Linked DNA regions of Capsicum annuum: region 1 is linked to region 2. The links are chromatin contacts, called in public Hi-C maps. All regions are on one chromosome and are shown on one strand. Each heading gives the region's core, a stretch centred on a gene start, on an enhancer-like site or on the middle of the called end of the contact. The rest is flanking DNA. Distances are from core to core; before and after follow the strand shown.

What was found. Hi-C and Micro-C count contacts between places; a contact is called where the count stands out from the background.
Region 1: a Hi-C map of leaf shows a contact between it and region 2, with 2.5 times the contacts expected there. The contact joins the promoter of LOC107878552 here to the enhancer-like site in region 2. A contact is called at or near these places in 2 of 5 Hi-C or Micro-C datasets (leaf and placenta).

What each region holds. Positions count from the first base shown.
Region 1 is chr1:86,223,273-86,225,972 of UCD10Xv1.1, reverse strand. It overlaps LOC107878552 (probable E3 ubiquitin-protein ligase ARI7), which reads right to left and starts at 1,434. Exons shown (of 1, transcript XM_016725575.2): 1 at 1-1,434. The coding sequence starts at 1,297.
Region 2 is chr1:85,927,539-85,930,238 of UCD10Xv1.1, reverse strand. LOC107878062 (importin-5) reads left to right here. Exons shown (of 20, transcript XM_016724935.2): 20 at 300-861. The coding sequence ends at 464. Among protein-coding and RNA genes, the nearest start is that of LOC107878062, 12 kb to the left of the region's middle. Within about 2 kb of position 1,253, at least 2 of the 5 cell types and tissues checked have an H3K27ac peak or open chromatin away from gene starts, as enhancers often do. A contact at or near this core is called in leaf, where this site is marked.

The DNA of each region.
Region 1 (2,700 bases), core at 185-2,684, 300 kb before region 2:
ACTCAAAAAACCGTCTTTTTGTGTGTTCTTCATCAGGCAAGTAAAACCCATACGCATAAGTCCACTTCAACACCCTTCTACATTCAACAATCTGCTTCCAGGCATCTAATATAAACTTTAATTGTGTCTCTGGTAAGGACTGCAATTTAATCAGCACCTTAACATTTACTTCCCCCATTCTCCTCAAATCTTCTACAGCTTTTTTCCTTGACTTCTCATTAGCAGCCCATCTCTCGTAATAATGTGTGTACTTCTCAATAGATTGCTTGGCCATTTCTTTCTTTAGCTCATCTTCGTTCCCTGGCGTGTACTTGTTACATGGATTATACCCATGAGTTTCCCAAGAATTAAGGCACAGCCAACAGAACTGATACTTACAAGGGTCTCTACAAGTCATTCGCATACACCCTGCGTTCTTTTCAATCGGCCTCTTGCATTTAGGACAAGCCTTTGTGTAAGCTAGAATCCAATTCGTGTTCTCTGATTCCGCATTATTTTTCTCCATCCACTTAACCACCATATCACAATCAACAGGACGATGAGCTTCCCCTGTACAATTCCAGCAAAAATAATTAGAACAACCACATATAACTTCACAATTATCACTCCCTATATCAAATTCAACTGCGAAGTTGCATCCGGGAGCAGGACACCACTTAATCTTCCTGTTTATCTCAACATAAGAACGAAAAAGAAATCCATAATACTTGTTTTTATCATCATCAGACGTTAACTTATCGATCATATCCTGCGTGACAGCAACTTTACAAGAGGGTTCTGGACATCGCAAATTCAAACATCCAGGACCATCAGCTATTGAATTACAAATATACCCTTGCCAACATTCAACACAGAAAGGATGACCACAACCAGAAGCCAAAATTCCATCGGAAGAAGAATAATCCTCAAAGCAAATTCCACAAGTTACCTCCTTTGATTCCCGAAATTGAACAACTTTTTCCTCCTGTATTTTCAAACCAACAGCTTCTCGAACATTGGATTCATCCGAAAACCATTCTTCGTGAACTTTATTTACACTCCAATTATACCGCCGGAGTAAAGCCGATGCTTCAGTTTTCGAAACTGACAGGACAGACGAAACTTTACAGATATCATCGTCCATGAGACGGCCAATATCATCGACGGACAAAACGACGTAGTTTTTTTCAGGGGGAAGATCATCGGAATCGTTATCGATGATGTCATCGCCGGCGTCACTGTCTCCACAGTTGATGAGGCCGTCATCGTCACTGTAATCCACATCGCTTCCATCGTACATGTCGACGTCGGTATCCATGATCAAAATTTTGTAAGGTAAAAGAGTTTACTCAGAGAAGGACTCAATAAATAAAAGACAAGCAAACCAAAGATAAAAGGGGGAGCTGAGTGAAATTCTTCGGAACAGAAATTTTAGCCCTAAAATAGTGTTTTTAACATGGTTGAAATCCGCACAGTGATTGGCAAAGTGTGTGTTATTTCGTGGAACTACGGGCCCACTATATCCACGTGGCAAAATCTATTATTTTTCGAATTCATAAAATGTTATTGGTTTATTGAGTGAATGAATTTTTAATATTTTTTTATTAGGATATTGATTTGATTTTAATTTTATTATACTAAATTATTGAATAAATCGATAACTCAATAAAAATATATTAAAATAATACTTTACCCCTATTTATACATTTGTATTACTTGCCTTCACTTAATTTCTCTTTAATCTCTAGAAACCTATTTAATATCCTAAAAACTTATTCACTTTATTATGGATTATGGCTCTGTCAGGCATATGTGATGCTTCATTTTATAATATATGAAGAGGATGTTTAAGGCATTTTTGATAATTATCATTAAATCTACTTGTTGCATAGTTTGTGAACAAGATGGTAAACTTCTTATTTTGTGAAATTTAGCACTACAAGGCATATGTCATGTTAGCTGCTATTTTTTATATTGTGAGCATTCTTATTAATGTCATGTGAGTTGGCACTGTTACACAATATTGAAAATCATTATGCCAAATTGCTATTATTTTCATGGGCATTTTCTTATCGGTTAAATCGAAAATCGAATCGTTAAGGATCAAAAATTGATAAAATGCCTTATTGATTTAGTAAATATATTAGACTTGGCGTTCTTAAAGGGAAACTCGGTGAACTAAAACTTCCACTGTGCGCAGCAGGGTCCAGAGAAGGGCTGGACACAAGAGTCTTTTGTACACAGCCTTACCTTGCAATTCTGCAAGAGATTGTTTCCAAGGATTGAACCCATAACCTATTGGTCACATGGCAATAACTTTATCAGTTACTCCAAAGCTCTCCTTCAGCGTTCTTAAAAGTGAAAATTGCAGAAAAAGAGACAAGGTCCTTAATAAGGCTAGGAGCAAAGTAAGACACACAATTAATTAAAAATCAAACAAATACTAAACATGTTTGAGTTCAGTAGTGCAACTAAAATAACTAAATCATCATTTAGTACTATTCAACTACCAAAATTTAATCCAACTTCTCAAATAGAGATTTTACTGAACCAATTGTTATGATCCATTTATGAAAGTCAAAAATATTTCATAACTTTATGGTGGAAAAAAAAGTCTATTTTATTTTTATTTGTAAAAAATATTTTTAGAAAAATAGTGTTGTTGTTGTTGTTGTTGTAGAGTCGCCACTTAATTTTAGGAAAATTTAGAAATCATTTAGA
Region 2 (2,700 bases), core at 4-2,503:
TTGAACCAGTGTCTATTTTGAAATTTTCAGATAGTGGTTTGCTTTTTTGCTTTCTTTTGGTGGGGGGGAGTGGAGGAGGAGATGATGGGGAATACCCGCTCCCTGATCTCTTATTTAGGTGCTCCAGTGATTTTTTTTTTGGGTGGGGTGGGTGGTGGCGGTGTTTGTTTTTCCCCTCATTGCATCCGTAGATGATTGATCAGCTAGCTAACATGATTGTCCTATTTAATTTTACTTCATCGTATTGATTTTCATGTAGCCTCTGCCGTTGTGTAAATGCCTATATGCTTCTTCTGTAGGTTCTATGTACTGGTAAGGACCTTGCAACCGAGCAAACTGCTAGTCGGATGATTAATTTACTAAGACAGCTTCAGCAAACATTACCACCAGCGACCCTGGCCTCAACATGGTCTTCCTTGCAGCCTCAGCAGCAGATAGCTCTGCAATCCATTCTATCATCGTAGTGTTGTGGAGGATGACAATCTCCGATGCGATGGAAGCTGCTAGGCTGTTGCTTCGTGTGTATGAAATATTTGTTTATCAATTCTTTCTTATGAACACATTTCATTCTTGAGGTCATGCATCAGCCTGTTCTTTGGTTGAAAGAGTGAGCAAAGGCGGGAAACTCCTCTTTTTGTAGGATGTGTATATTATAAGTGTTGCATTTGAGTCCATCCTTCAGTAAGGATCTGTTGGTGATTATGGTTTGCTGAGAGTTATTTTTTCATCAAATGAGTTTTAAGCTCAAGGGTCGTCAGGGAGACGCTCTTGTCACAGTTTTGGTCCAGTCATATTGGAATTCTTTACATCGTGGGATGGTACGAGGATTAAATTATAAATGATGGTTATTTGTTGCTTTGATTGTGATCTTTTCTTGCCTTTAGGTCTTGGAGTTTTGTTTGCTATTTACTTCTGAATTTGTAGTAGTCTGATTCAAGCCGGACAATTTTCCAGTTGCAGCCTTCGGTAGTTAACAAGAAATATTAAGTGGAGGTGATTATTTCATTGTATAAGGGTAATAGGTGCCATGGAATTTCACAACGGCAAGTTCCATCTATGTGGGGATGACAATGGGACGGTGCATATCGTACTAGTTTATATGTACTTATTTTTTGTTTTTGTTACATTGTTATTGGTCCTAAGTCGGGGGTCTATCGGAAATAGCTTCTCTACTTTGCTTGAAGTAGTGGTATGATTTGCGTACACTCTACCCTTAGATCATACATTGGGTATGTTGTTGACAATGGGACGGTGCGGGTGTAGGTTGCAGGCGGGGTTACAATGTTTGAGGGCAATGTGGGTTTGAGCTTTTGTTAAGGGTGGGGCGGGCTTAAATGTTTTTTTAGAAATATCACGTGGGGCAGGTTGTGGGTTGGGGATTTTACATCTTTTAATCTAGGGAAAATTAACTATATAAACTTATTAGATTAGTTATTATAACTTATAGCAAAACTTTTAAGTTTTCAAGTTTATAGCAACTTTTATCTTAAAAAAATATATAAAAAGTTTTTTTTTTCTTTTGTTGAAAATATAGAAAAGCAATTACTGAAAAGGGAAAATTAATATTTAATACAATTAATGTACAATTTGCCTTCTTTAAAAGTAGTTAACCTTAATTGCTGATATTTATCCACCCCTAATTCCTCAAACCGTTATTTATCTTCCTACTTTAATGTTTGCATTAAGAGTTTGCATCTTCATACACTACTTGTCACTTTTTACACGATTTCTTTCTACCATCAAACAAAAAACGCATTCTATGTTGATTAGAATTTGATAGAAAAGCAAAACACAAGTATTTCTTTAGATAAAAATTATGAATTCTGTTAATTTGCATTCAATTATGATCCGTCATGGAGGGAGATGGGTTTTTTCAGGTTTGTTAATTTTTTTACGCCTTCTAAACGAATTTAAATATTTATTGGCATACCACCAATCGGATGCATGCCATCACAAAGAACACTGAGAGGAGGAGAAGAAAGGAAACATGTTGATTATTTGAACCAAGCAACACAATTGTTCAACAGCAAGTTGGTAGATGACTTAAGTTTTCTGGAAAACAAAGTACCTAATTCAAGATTGTTGTATGTAGATATATATAATCTTTCACTTGATGTCATCAACAACCCTCAGAAATATGGTACAAATATGGCTGCCTTTTTCCTGAATATCGATAAGATCTCCGTTTCTTTCTTTATATGACCGTGCAGGATTCAAAGTAGCAGAAAACAGATGTTGTGAGACAGGGAAAATAGAAGTTGCAGAGTTATGTACATCGGCGTGTTCCGATGATTCCGATTATATTTTTTGGGATATCTTTCATCTTACAGAAAAAGCATACAGACTTTTAGTTCATCAAATTCTTATACACCATTTAAGTAGCTTCTTCTGATAAATTCACATATCAACATGCATATCAATGAATTCTTAGTACTTGTTGCCGAATGATTGGTCATTTATATGTTATTTTCTCACTTAGTGATCATGTCTATCATCCCCGATTTTTATTTCTTTTTATTTTTTCTAATAAGCGTTTACATGATGTGGTAGTAACAAAGTTGTATTCATGGACTATAGCAGCACATACAAACTTGCAAATATTTAATTTTTTTTTGGTATTAAATTGGTATAAAATTGATATTGAATCATTTTTTCTATTTACTGTTTGTTTTTCTAATATAGTTAATAATTTGAATTACT